4 separate regions of the Mus musculus genome follow, and regions 1, 2 and 4 are each linked to region 3. A link is a contact called in public Hi-C and HiChIP or PLAC-seq data. All regions are on one chromosome and are shown on one strand. The core of a region is the stretch at or near the end of the contact, and the rest is flanking DNA. Distances in the headings are between cores, read along the strand shown.

The links. Hi-C and Micro-C count contacts between places; a contact is called where the count stands out from the background. HiChIP or PLAC-seq counts read pairs in DNA pulled down with a chosen protein or histone mark.
Region 1: an HNF4G HiChIP or PLAC-seq map of pancreatic cancer cells shows a contact between it and region 3. The contact joins the enhancer-like site here to the promoter of Ahcy in region 3. A contact is called at or near these places in 2 of 15 datasets of contacts at CTCF or cohesin (large pre-B cells and stem cell-derived epiblast-like cells) and 4 of 115 datasets of contacts at active chromatin or transcription factors (astrocytes, memory CD8 T cells, pancreatic cancer cells and 1 more).
Region 2: an H3K4me3 HiChIP or PLAC-seq map of pro-B cells shows a contact between it and region 3, with 4 times the contacts expected there. The contact joins the enhancer-like site here to the promoter of Ahcy in region 3. A contact is called at or near these places in 10 of 39 promoter capture datasets (the 3T3-L1 cell line, the HPC-7 cell line, HPC-7-derived erythroid cells and 6 more), 11 of 484 Hi-C or Micro-C datasets (CD4 T cells, the G1E-ER4 cell line, the MC3T3-E1 cell line and 8 more), 10 of 115 datasets of contacts at active chromatin or transcription factors (the HPC-7 cell line, the SCID.adh cell line, acute myeloid leukemia and 4 more) and 2 of 9 other capture datasets (adipose tissue and liver).
Region 4: a contact with region 3 is called in a Hi-C map of CD8 T cells, with 4 times the contacts expected there. The contact joins the promoter of Acss2 here to the promoter of Ahcy in region 3. A contact is called at or near these places in 2 of 39 promoter capture datasets (the C10 cell line and pre-B cells), 7 of 484 Hi-C or Micro-C datasets (B cells, CD8 T cells, the G1E-ER4 cell line and 3 more), 1 of 115 datasets of contacts at active chromatin or transcription factors (bone marrow-derived macrophages) and 2 of 9 other capture datasets (adipose tissue and liver).

Annotation. Positions count from the first base shown.
Region 1 is chr2:155,583,898-155,586,951 of GRCm38.p6, forward strand. All of the region lies in intron 2 of Gss (glutathione synthetase), which reads right to left. The region is part of intron 3 of Gssos2 (a long non-coding RNA gene); the gene reads left to right. Among named protein-coding and RNA genes, the nearest start is that of Gss, 7.4 kb to the right of the region's middle. Within about 2 kb of position 1,419, at least 42 of the 459 cell types and tissues checked have an H3K27ac peak or open chromatin away from gene starts, as enhancers often do. A contact at or near this core is called in pancreatic cancer cells, where this site is marked.
Region 2 is chr2:155,402,932-155,406,258 of GRCm38.p6, forward strand. Ncoa6 (nuclear receptor coactivator 6) reads right to left here. Exons shown (of 14, transcript NM_019825.3): 10 at 2,544-3,327. Among named protein-coding and RNA genes, the nearest start is that of Trp53inp2, 23 kb to the left of the region's middle. Within about 2 kb of position 1,925, at least 68 of the 459 cell types and tissues checked have an H3K27ac peak or open chromatin away from gene starts, as enhancers often do. A contact at or near this core is called in the HPC-7 cell line, acute myeloid leukemia, adipose tissue and 4 more, where this site is marked.
Region 3 is chr2:155,072,941-155,076,014 of GRCm38.p6, forward strand. Ahcy (S-adenosylhomocysteine hydrolase) reads right to left here and starts at 1,557. Exons shown (of 10, transcript NM_016661.3): 1 at 1,425-1,557. The coding sequence starts at 1,452. Gm39966 (a long non-coding RNA gene) reads right to left here and starts at 1,234. Exons shown (of 2, transcript XR_866885.2): 1 at 1,010-1,234; 2 at 1-766. Gm45609 (a long non-coding RNA gene) reads left to right here and starts at 1,572. Exons shown (of 3, transcript XR_001783519.2): 1 at 1,572-3,074.
Region 4 is chr2:155,516,532-155,519,766 of GRCm38.p6, forward strand. It overlaps Acss2 (acyl-CoA synthetase short-chain family member 2), which reads left to right and starts at 1,512. Exons shown (of 18, transcript NM_019811.3): 1 at 1,512-1,753. The coding sequence starts at 1,576.

The DNA.
Region 1 (3,054 bases), core at 169-2,668, 510 kb after region 3:
TATTTGAATTTAGGATGGCCAGCACACAACTGTCCTCTGCTGTCCACGGGCTGAATCACACAGCTCTCACTTTTTAGAGAAAACAGTAGCACACGTATGACAATAACACTCTGTTTTGTCACCAGGGAACAATAGGAACAGTGAGGTGGGGGACAAGCAACTCCCAGATCACATGATGTTTGTCAGTTTGAAGACAGGGTCTCACATAGAGGAGGCTGGCCTCGCTGTAGGCTAGGCTGAGCTTAAGCCTCTTTTTAAAAAATATTGTATTATATTATATTATATTATGTGTATGTGTTCCATAGCTTTATAGCATGCATATGAAATGAAGTTCAAAGGACAATGTGTGGGAACTGAGTCTTTCCTTCGACCACTAGGTTATGGAATCAAACTCAGGTCCTTAAAGTTCAGCGGCAGGTGCCTTTGCCCACAGAGCCATCTAGTGGTCCAGTCTAGAACTTCTGCTCCTCCTGACTCCATTTCCCAAGTGCTGGAATTACAGGCCTGAGCTACCACACCTTCCCAGTTTGATTTGCATAGATAAACTGAGTAACTTTTTATTGTTGTTGTTATATTTATTATATTATTTGCATGTGTGTATGGTGTATATACTTGGCAGTGTGGGCAAGTGCATGTATACTGAGAGTTGGGTGTCTTGCCCTCTCCACCTTCATTTTTTGAGACAAGGTCTTTCACTAAACCTGAAAGTCACAGACTGGACAGGCTGGCTAGCCAGTGAACTCCACAGATCTGGGGTTGCAGGTGTCTACTACTGTGCCAGGGATGGATTCTGGGGTCTGAACTCAGGTTCTCATGCTTGCTCATGGGTACTTCAAAAAATGACCCAACCTCCCCAGACCCTACTGTTTTAGTGTTGGTCCGGCCTTTTTTAAAAGAAAAAAAAAAATGCTGGTATGAAGATGGCTCAGTAGTCAAGAGCACCAGTTGCTCTTACAGAGGCCCTCAGTTCAACTCCCAACACCCACATGGCAGCTTCCAACCGCCTGTAAGTAGAGTTCCAGAGGACCTGAAGTTTCTTCTGGCATCTGTAGGTAGTGCACATACATACACTTGGGCACACACATAAACACATAAAATAAGAATAAATATTTAAAAATAGAAATGCTGCTAACTTTTTTTTTCTTGAAAAAGGGAAGAAGACAACACTAACAAAAATGTAAAGATGGCTTGCCTCCGAGGGAAACGGCGGCTGGGGGAAGGAGTCTTACTCTACACTGGATATGCTTTTGGACAGTTCACCTAGCTCATGTGTTAGCAGTTCAAAATGAAGTCCCTGTCTAACGCTGCAGGTGTCAAATCTTAAACCCTCACGGGGCTGATCTGCTGCATCGATCTACAGGGTGAAGGTCACAGTCCCCTCTGCCCAGAATCAAAAGGTCAGATGGGCTGTCTGACTTCACCTGAGTCCACCCATTGACCAGCCCTGCCTTTCAGCTGCATTCTTTGAACATTTTTGCCCTCTCCGTACTTTGGGGGTGTCCCCCATTTGTCTTTTTAGCTCAGTCTGTCTATCATTCACCATTTTACCTCTGATCAAAATGAATCGCTACTTCTATCGGGTGTCCCAAGAAAGACCGGCAGGGTGGGAATGTGCAGAGCCTGCCTTGAGAGCCTAACTCCGTGGGATTAGAGTCCGGCTCTGCCAATCTTCCCACGACCTCAGTGACCTCAGTCGGGTTACTTAACTTCTCCGAGCTGAGATTTCCTCATCTCTGTGGCTGTGAAGGTTAAATGAGTCAGCAGTTCCAAAGTAATTAGAATAAAGCCCGACACACAATGAGTGTTCAATAAATGACAGTTAACTGCACACTGCATGCTGCCTGCGCCTCCCAGTCCAATGACATTCCTTAAATTTATTCTCTGTTACAGACTCCAACTAAACCCACACTCCAAAGGTGAGAGCCTCTGGCTGAGAGCCATGTCAAGACCGCCCTGGCATAGAGCAGGGTGTGGTTCGGAATAAATTCACGGGGCGGGGGGGGGGGCGCAGAGAAAGGGAGGGCTAGAAAGAAAAGAAAAAAAGGGGAGAAAGAAGTGGGATTGGGAATGAAAAGAAGCAGCAAAATACAGCAAGGCTGATCTAGTAAGCGCCTTTGCACACAAAGAGGGAGAAAGGGCTGACTGCAGAGGTATACAAGACAGCAAGCACAGCCACTCAGAGACGAGACAGGAGAGTAGGAAAGTATCTCAGGATGTTGTCAAGCTGGTCTCAAATTCATGCTTTTAAGCAATCCTCCTGCCTCATAAGTGCGACTGAGCCCAGGAGAAGGAGTATGATACAGAGAAACCCTGTCTCAAAATGCCAAAGTGTGTGTGTGTACGCACTCGCACACACACCTTTGATGTACCAATGAGTGTTTAATCTTTGTATCATAAAACAATACTATTGAGTGTTACCATTAGGGGAAAGTATGCCTAAGAGTAAGTAGAATAAGCAACTAAATGAGAACTGAAATTTGGCCTTTATTTTTTTCCTCCTCCTCCTCCTTCTCCTTCAGATTTATTGACTTTATAACTTTATATATGCGAGTACACTATTGTTCTCTTAGACACACCAGAAGGGGGCATCAGATCCCATTACAGATGGATGTGAGCCACCATGTGGTTGCTGGGAATTGAACTCAGGACCTCTGGAAGAGCAGTCAGTGCTCTTAACCACTGAACTATCTCTCCAGTCCCTGGCCTTTACTTTTCAACATTTAATTTGTTAAATTCCTTGGCAATAAAAAACAAAAACAGAAACAAAAAACATTAGACAAAGGAAGCTAACCCTCACATAAGGTTAATTCCTTAAATAGATTGCTAAACAAAAATTTAAAACACATGACAGAATAATATGTATGTTTCAACTTGGATTTGTTGTTGTTTTTCGAGCCCTGGCTGTCCTGAAATTTACTCTGTAGACCAGGCTGGCCTCCAACTCAGAGATCCACCTGCCTCTGCCCTCTAAGTGCTGGGATTAAAGTGCACGAGCCACTGTGCCTGACTCAACTTGGATTTTAAATTATAGATGTGTGTGAGAGAGTATGTGTT
Region 2 (3,327 bases), core at 675-3,174, 330 kb after region 3:
GAAAGAGCCAGGAAGGAGATGGCCACAAGAACAACTGCAGCCACAACTGTAGGACCAATTTCAGGTTCTGACTCTTTTGTTTCCGTGTGGTTTTCAGACAGGGTCTATCTCAGTTTCCTCAGCCTGGTCTGAAACTCTTGATCCTCCCACCCCAGTCTCCACAGTGCTGGGATTATAAGCATGTGCCACCACACTAGGCCTAATGGCTGTTTTCTTAAAAAGCTGAAAACTATATCTTAGTAAGCAAGCTAGCTTCTTTTAGAATGGCTATACCACTCATCTCAACATTTAAAAAAAAATTATGTAACCCCAGCAGAGATTCTACACACACTCCTTGATTACCAAAACACACAATTCTGTACTTTTCTATAGCAACTAGCAAGAGTGATGGGCATAAAACAGACAATAAATATATACTTAATAAATAAATCAATATAGTATTATTTACTTTTCTAACAAATAGCTATAAGAACTTTCTATAGGCAGCTCACCCTATTATGAAAGGTAAGACAGATACATACAGTGTACTCCACTATGATGTCATATGGAAAGAGACACATAAAATATAAAGTGCCATGGGAGTCCAAAGGAAAAGAATACTCTAGGCTGAAAATGTAAAGGAATATTTCAGGTAGAAATGTCAGCATGAGTCTTTGAAAGACAGAACAGACTTAGACCCTAGAACTAGAACACACGAGACACTCTGGAACACAACTTTATGGACTGTACAGTAAAGACTTAAGGCTTAAGTATGCCAGGGCTATCAAGGGTATGCCTTCCATCTTAACACTATAGCTTAAAATTCTTGATAAACTACAACAGTAAGTTTTACCCTTTGATGGAAACTGAATTTTGTAGATTTCTCTCTGCTTAGTAGCTTAATTGCTGGTTCATCTCCCTAAAACTTATGTTTCTCTACTATCAATTGTGATTCAAATAAAAATATTTTCTAATTATTTCATCATTATTCTCTTAGTATTAAAGGAAAAAGTTCCCTAGAAGGAAACAGAAATGGAAATATCAAGCATCAGAGAACATACTTAAGCCACACCAGTTCCTTCTGGTTTACACAAGGTCTCATGTAGCTTAGCTTGGCCTCAAACTCAAGTCTGTAGCCGAGAGTGGCTCTGCTCTCCATCTTACCTCCTCTCCCACGTGCTGCATGTGTGCACCACCATGCTCAGCTTTCTTTTTAATTCTTATAGTCACCTACATCAACAAAATTCAACCTTGAAACACAGAGCCGTCCCCAGCAAAGTCTCTCTCTCGTAGGGACATTGAACTCTTTGCAGGTCTTCACCCCTTCTTGTATCTCTTTAGGTAAGAGGGAGAAAGAAGGGACGGAACCTTTCTAGAGCTATGTCTGGGGCAGTAAGCTGGCACTTGATATTCAAGTTCTCTCACTGAATCCTACATATCCTGGGTGGTAAAATTATAATCTCCACTTTACAGGTGAAGTACGAGGAACTCACCAGACTGTAACTGGCAACCAGTGGAGCTAAAATTTGAACTCTGATCATAACCTGAAGCTGGTATCCTTTCTGCTCCTCCTCCTAATTGGTAGGCACTCAAAGTATTTTAGCTGCATAAATAAAAGAGGTATTATTAGCTGGCTTAGATACTGCAGAGGCCCCTAGCTATGACTAACTTATCTCTAGGTATGTGGAGCTTCTGCACTACTTGAGCCATACAGGAGAAAGGAGGTATAAAGACACCTGTTTCCAGTACTAACCACTGACCTAGTGCACAAGAAATAACTTGAACTAGATGTCCACTAATGCAGTTTACTAAGAGGCCATGTCCAAAGGAAACAGGCAATAACACTTAAACCATATTACCGTATTTTAGGTTCTGTGCTAAGCATGTGCTAAGCATTCATTACCTCACTGAAATCTTGTGACTATGACTGTCTCCACATTACAAAGGAGGAAGTGAGACTTGTCCCAGCCCATTGAGCTGGCAAATACTGCAAGTCTATCTGACTTTTCCCCACTCAGATCTTCCTTTGCTTATCATGAAATCTGGTTTTCTGGTAAGCTTTTCTGGAGCAGTCCAAACAGAAAGGCCCCTGAGTTAGCATACAGTGAGAACAAGGCAAGAAGTACAATGGGAGGGGCATAAAGAAGTTGTTGTTCACACTCAAGGGATGATGCCAGGCCAGAGACATAAAAGAGTATAGGCTCAACAAATATTAGACATTTCTGAGCTTCAATCTTTTCACCCACAGGAAGGAATAAGACTATATCAATGGTTGGTATAAAGATGATGTGAGATAGTATGTATGAAAATGCTTTTTAAAACTGAGGAACATATATACACATGAAAATGAAACATGAATCAGTTCAGAAGCCAGGAAAGAACCATGTTAATGAATATAAACTGAACATGGCATTTAAAAGCATATTTTTCAATGTACTTTCAGTAAGTAAATCTACAACTGCCATTTTTCTTCTTTTAAGTAGAAAAGGGCTGTGCTTTCTCTCTTGTGGGACAGGCCAGCAAAAACCTGACATGAGGAGCTGATGCCAAGCTCAAGTACATACCTATGCTGGGTAGAAGCTCTGGATGGGATCCCACCTTCTCCTCCACTAGGCCACCTGCAAGTGGCTCAGATGTTACGCCACCATGATTGCCTTTTGTGGTTGGCGCTGTGGAGATGAGCTCAGAGGGTACCAATGTGGTTACTATTGAGCGTACACTGGTGGGAAGAGCACCGCCAGGTAAGATGGGTCCTGTTGAGGTGGAGCTTGGGCCCATGGGGCTAGAGGTCATTTTTAGTAGAGTGGGTGCTGAGGGTGTTGGGGTTTTACTGTCCAGCTCTGTGGAGCACTGCTCTGTTCCCATTAGCCCAGGAGTTGTGATCTCTAGCCCTGGGCCTTCAGTCTCTCCATCTGCACCATATTGTTCTTCCCCTTTCTCCAGAGAGCCTGTAACTTTCTTACAAGCCTTGGTCAGCAAAATCTGGCCAATTTTGTCCACTTTTCCTTTGCCCTTACTGGATGAGACTGGGCTTCGACGATTGGCAGAGGAGCCTGGACTATTGGTCAAAAGGGGAGAAACTACTGTGGTTGGCTGTGAAGGAGGCAGAGTGCTCTGGTCTGCTGAGGTGTTCGTCTGAGGACTAGCCTCATCTGGATTTAATTCTTTTACTTGCTGGACAGAAGGATTAGGAGCGACAACTGGAGAGGATGTACAAGGAGGGGAAGGCAGCTGAACAGGAGTGGCTCGTGAGCTAAGGACCAATGGCCGACCTGTCTGTATATTTGGAGCAGGACTACTGGAGGGGACATTAGGTGTTACAGGAGCTGAAGAAAATTTTATGTTCTG
Region 3 (3,074 bases), core at 307-2,806:
AAATCATGCCTCCACCCTTACACAGGCAAGAACCCAGCCTTATCTTCATCCATACAATCTGTGGTCCCCCCCTCCCAATCTTCATCCATACAATCTGTGGTCCCCCCCCCTCCCAATCCCTCCCTACACAGTATGTCGAGCCTCCATTCTAGCTCTTCCGCCAAGACAACACTGACTTAAACCTCTCTGGGCTTCAGTCTTAGCATCTACCCAGTGGAGACAATAAACTGCCCTGCTGGCTGATTAACTATCTTAATAAGAATTTGCAAAGCCACTTCCCTAGGTTCCTGTGTAATGGGATAGCATTCATCTCCCTTTGAGGACCCTTTCCAATTTAATAGAGTATTGAAATTATTTTAAAAGCTAACCAGCCTGAATTGCTTTGTTTTTCTGTTTGTTTGGTTTGTAGTTTTGTTTTGATAGGGTCTCCCCATCTTGTCCAGGTTGGTCTGGAATTCACTGTATGCCCAGGCTGACCTCTGAAATGAGCTGATCGATTCCTTGGCCTCAGTAGTGATAGCAGGGCTGGGATTACAAGCTTGTGTCACTAGGCACAGTTTGAATTGGATTGTGTTGAAATTCCATTAGGGTTGTTTCAAGTGTATTGCCTTGTATACAGACAGCAGTGGAAGAGATGAGCTTAGAGGTCATGATGTCCTGAGTCCAAATTCTAACCAGCTGCTTTCCAGTTACAAGATTCTGGGAAAATGCCCTTTATACCTCTGGATATTCATTGTAAACATAAAACCGTTCCTTCCATGGAGAGCTACAATAATAAGACGGGTTAGTCTAGAATAATGCTATAAGGCAGTGCCCATCCCACTGTAAACGCTCAAGTTAAGGTGTGTTTACTCAGACAGCTTTCTATAATCGGGACAAAACGAACAGTAATTTCTAACCACTCCAAATTTTCTAGACATCCACTAGATATCCCAGAGATTGAGCAGATGGGACCCTAAGTTCCCGTTGCACCGAGACTAGCCGTTTCCAGGCCTCTCCTCATTAGCACCTAGAACACTGATGCTCTCTCCGGCCCTGCTCAAGGCCCAGAAGACGGTGGGCCCTTGCTAGGGGCCACCCAAGCCGCCAAACGCCAGGGCCAGGGTCTGGGCCTCTAGGGCCGCTTCCCAATGGCCAGTCTCTCCGACAGGAGCACGCTGCCCGACCAAAGATCACAGCCCGCGCTGCCGCTCTGGGCGCCTACCGCGGGGCACGCCGGGACTTGTAGTCCGCGGCCGTTTCCCACTCCTGGCTCTCGGCGGCGTGTGGACTCCAATCCCCGGGCACCTGCGCGGCCAGGCCAGCGATTCTAGGGGTCCCGGGGCGCCCCGAAGCCGCCACCTAAACAAGACGCAGGTCGGTACTGACAACAAACCCAGGACGGGAGCCGAGTCGCCACGGAGGACTGAACCCTTGGGACTCACCGACTTTGTAGGGCAGTTTATCAGACATGCTGGCGGCGCTTCCGCTAGGACTGATGAACTCAGTGAAGGGGGCCGGGCGGCGCGGGGCAGGGATCTACGCCTGGCGCCGGCGTCTTTAAATATCTTCTTATTTGAATATTCATGAACCTGCTGGGGGCTGAAACTTAGGGGCGGAGCCTAGCTCGAGGCGTTGAGCGGAGCGGGAGCAAGGCTGATCTCTGCCTCAAAAATCATAAATTTTGTGCACTGTGGCCTTTGGACCCCTGGCACTCGACTAGGAGGGAGCGTGGAGAGAGGCGGTTCTTCTCCCATCCGTCCAGCCAGTGAATCAGAGGTCAAAACAAGGCAGAATTCTTAGACTCTAGCCAATTTACTAACCTGAGCCTTAACTGCTTCAATTGTAAAACTCTTGCAAGATCAAAGTAAAGAGCTGGGCCTAGTGGTATGTGCCTGTGAATCCCCACTCTGGAGACAGTGTCTGAAATCTCCCGCTCTGGAGCCAGAGCCAGGAGATTTGTCACAAATTCGAGGCCAGTCTGCTCTATCGCTAATTAGTTCCAGGCCAACCGAGGCTACAGAGTGAGGCCCTATCTCAAAAACAAAGAAAGAAAAATCACCGGTTGCAATTGTGTCACTCTCTCCTCCCTCTGTTTGCCTTTCCTTGCTCGCCCCCACCCCCTCCTCAACACCTTCTCATTCGGTAGTCTTTCTTGGTGATTCACAGGCTGCTCACATGGAAATGACTGCGGAGCTATCCGCAGGAGCATAGATAACTCACCAATGACTATACACCTGAAGAGTATGACTTCTCTCTCAGCGGCTCTCAGCGGCTAGCTTTCAGGAAGGAAACCAGGCCCCATGTTGTGTGCATATACCATCTCTGGGGAGTTCAGTTGGCCCCTTTGTAAAAAGTTGGCCTCCGTTGGACTTATCTGTCTCCTCATGGAGTAACAAGGAGGGTCACAAGACCTTCTCCTGGGTGTCCAGCTGCACCCTACCTCCTGTTATATGCAATTCTGCCTAAACTGAACATGACCTCAGGGAAGGACTAGAGTATGTAGTCAGGGAAGTAGGTTCCAGCTACCCGTCTACTGGCGAGGCCCTCATCCCTGCTGGTTGAGGTGTGGTCTCCAGCTGTGGTCTTTGGGGAAAAGCATCATTCATACCCCTATCTGGTAAGTACCCCCTGACCTGTGTATGCGTTGTCAGGAAGCTCACTGACCTCACCGGTTCCCCCAGAAGGATCTTCCGCAGAATCATACCTCAGTTTATTTGGGAGGAGGTGTAGATTTTGCTTCTGTCTCCTAGGAGGGAATTTTAGCAATGTCCCGGGACACCTCCCCCATCCATGACTGAATGTTGCTGGGGATCCAGTGTTGTGCAGGTCCTGGGCAAATAGCTGCAGTTGTGAGTTCTGATTGCAACGGCCATGCCGTGTGGGTCCACAACCCTCCTCCCCTCCATCCAGTTCTTACGTTCTTTCTGCTCCTCCTCCTATGGTGTTCCCCTGAGCTTTGAAAGGGCGTGATATGATCTGAGACAGTCACACTCAGCACCTCGACCAGCCATGGTCATTTGCATTACCTGTCATTTGCTACAAAAGGAGATTTTTCTGACCAAAACTGAGGACTGTGCCACTCTGTGACTATA
Region 4 (3,235 bases), core at 262-2,761, 440 kb after region 3:
TCCTATAAGCAGGGCTTTTCCGAGGGGTCTGAGACCTCCAGAAAAAGCTCTGCCTTCTTAATATAGTTTGTGCAATTTCAATGAAGTGTGTATTTGTTCAGAGGGGTTGATGTCTCCTTGAGAAAGTATCTGTTCCCTCGCTGAGACCCTTGTCTATTCTACAAGGTCTGTATGTGCTTAGTGAGCCTTAAAACCTCCCCTCAGGATTGGGTTGGCTCTGGATCATATGTCTGAGCATGTGTTTTTCAGTTTAGGGTGGGCTAAGCATATGGTCAGTTGGACAAAGATCAGTGTAGCAGGTGAGTTGATGGGTCACAAGCCCTAAGTAGACATTAAATGGCAGGAGCTGGCTGCTTCAGACCTCAGATTCACTCTTGTAGCTAAATAATTAAAGATCCTTGTTTTGACAGTCTGAATTGTAAGATGAGGTAGTCCTTGGTGATAACTGTAGGAAGGAAGTGGAGGGTGTCCTGCTCGGCTTCCTTTTGGGTGAAGAGGATAGAGGGACGCCAGAGGGAAGTAAACTCAATTTGTGGCAGATAGGTGTGTACTTAGGTGAATTAAAGAATGTAATTTTTCCTCTTTATACTTGTATTATTTTATATTGCATAGACCTTGTATTTTAAGATCTGGCTTTCTGTTTATGTTAGTAAAAACAAACAATACAAGAACTCAGATCTGACCATAACTTGATCTTTATCTGCTCCCCGACTTTGTGACATTTCCCTTCCTTTTCTGAATTTACCTTTAGTGCTAAGAGAATTTGTGCGTTTGGAGCCAATATCTGAAGGATCCTCCTCGTCTTCACTTAAGAGTCTTGTACTTTACATCAGGATGGAGATTTATGGAGGCAAAAAGAATGACATGTCCTAAGAGGTGGGAGAGAATCAGAACGAGTTAGCAGGAAGGTTCATATTGGGGATCTGTGCCCTCAAGGTCGCGGAGGAATTTTTCCATGGGAACGGAATAGGGGTGCTGTTCGGTGGGAGACTGTGGAGTGTCACCCAGAAGGAACTGTACTGCACTTGGCTATCCAACTCTGGAGTGACAGGATCACGCAATCAGACCACGGTAATTGCACAACGGATGACACAATGCCTCTTATTAGCCAGCCTTTCATGTCTCAAGCTGCGCGGCGCCGTAACCCAACCCTTGTCACTCCAAGACCCTAACTTGGTCACTCCACAGCCTTGCCTCCTCTCGTGTCACATCCAGCCGGGCTACACCCCATCACTCCACGGGCCCGCCTCCTCGCCTGTCACCTCTGGCCCCGCCCCTCCACTGTCATTCCAAGGCCCCACCCCTCTCCTGTCATTCCCTGACCATTCCTTCTGCTTTCACTACGGCTCCACCCCTTCCGGCAAGACAGCTCCGCCCTTACCCCTTGTCTTCAGCGGTTTTTGCTGACCCCGCCCCTTCACGCACGGCCCTACCCACTATTGGATGCCTAGAGCACGGCCTCTAGCCTCAGGCTCCGCCCTCACCCGAGGCCCCGCCTCTAGGGTCGACCTGTTTTCCCCGCCCCGGCACCCGCAGCGACCGCAACGGCGGACAAGGTGTTCGGAACTTGATGCGATGGGGCTTCCCGAGGAGCGGCGCAAGAGCGGCAGTGGAAGCCGGGCTCGTGAGGAGACCGGCGCCGAGGGCCGGGTGCGGGGTTGGTCCCCGCCGCCGGAGGTCAGACGCTCGGCGCACGTCCCCTCTCTGCAGCGCTACCGCGAGCTGCACCGGCGTTCTGTGGAGGAGCCACGGGGTGAGGCTGGGCCCGAGCGACTCTTGGGGGCGCCAGTGAGCAGAGGAGCGGGAGTCCGAGGGAGATTTACCGAGCTCCGTTAGAAAGGGAGGAGATGGAGGGTCCCTGAGGGACATGGAAAAGGGATTCGAAAGAGATGGCGTTCTGTGAGAAGAAGGAGGCATCTGTGAGGCGAGACTTCCTAGAAGTTGGGGCACTCTCTGGCGACTTGGCAGTTTTGGGAGATGCGAGTTTTCACGAGGAGATGCGGGTTCCGTGAGAAGAAGCGGGGATCGGTGAGGAGAAAGTTCCCTGAGAGAGCCCTCGAGGTGAAAGGAAGGGCTCCAAGGAGCAAGGGTGAACCTTGAGGGAAGGAGAGCCCTGAAGAGAATCACCTTTGCCTCCAATTCAACCATGCCTCCCTCAGACCTTTAACGAATGCACCCATCTCGTTTTGCTCAGCGTCAGTGCAAGTCTGTTTCCCATCTAGGAGTCCTGCCTCTGTGTAAAATGACAGCAATCCCAATACACAACTGTACGAGTTGTCAGTATGCCGATGCTTTGGTTGTTTTGATGGTATAGTGAACAAAACAAGACGGAGTGAGGTTTACCACCAAGCCTGTTTGTTTTGTTTTGTTTTGTTTTGTTTTGTTTTGTTTTTTTGCTTAAAAAAACCAAAATTGGATCTAAATTCTAGTAACTCAGAGTCTGAGAGACAATTCTATGCCTTGACACGTTCTTAAGTGTCAGGACAGTTTAGGGTGCAAAACCACGATCTGGCCAGGCCTTTAATCCCGTGCACTGGGGAGGCAGAGGCAGGTCTTTGTAAGTTCAAGGCCAGCCTGCTCTACGTAGGTAGTTCCAGAACAGCCACGGCTCCATAGTGAGACTCTGGCCTACCACCACGTCCTGGCTGAGAGGGAGCATGATATTTGGTAGTAAGGTAAACACAAGCCACAAATCCTGCCCGAAAAATACATACATAGCTTTGCTTGCAGTCTTAGGCAGATTTAAAAACTTATATTGAATGTATTCATCTCTAAGATAGGAAAGCTAACACTAGATTCATAAATTAAAAAGTCCAAAGTGGGTAATAAAAGGGTCCATTATCGAATAGTTGATACCCAGCAGACATTAAATAAGTAATGATTTAAATGTTTAAGAACAATGTGGATGAGGCAGATACTGAACAATGCAAAACATTATCGAATCAATTGCGAAGTTGTTCATTGCTACAAGTAGTGTCCAACTTTGAGTCCTCGGGTGTCTTTTCCATTCTCTTTCTGTGTATTTTCTTCTATTGCGACTTACATCTATTTCCCTGGGGTAAGCTAGCACTACACAGTAATTCCTCTTCCATGTATATAGCCTCACACCGTGATTTTCACTTACATTTTGTTCCCAAGTTTCACAGGACTATAGACAATTTATTTGTATTTCACACACTTTTTTTTTAATTTCACACACTTTGATGATGTTATACTGAGCAAAACAAGTCTGTGA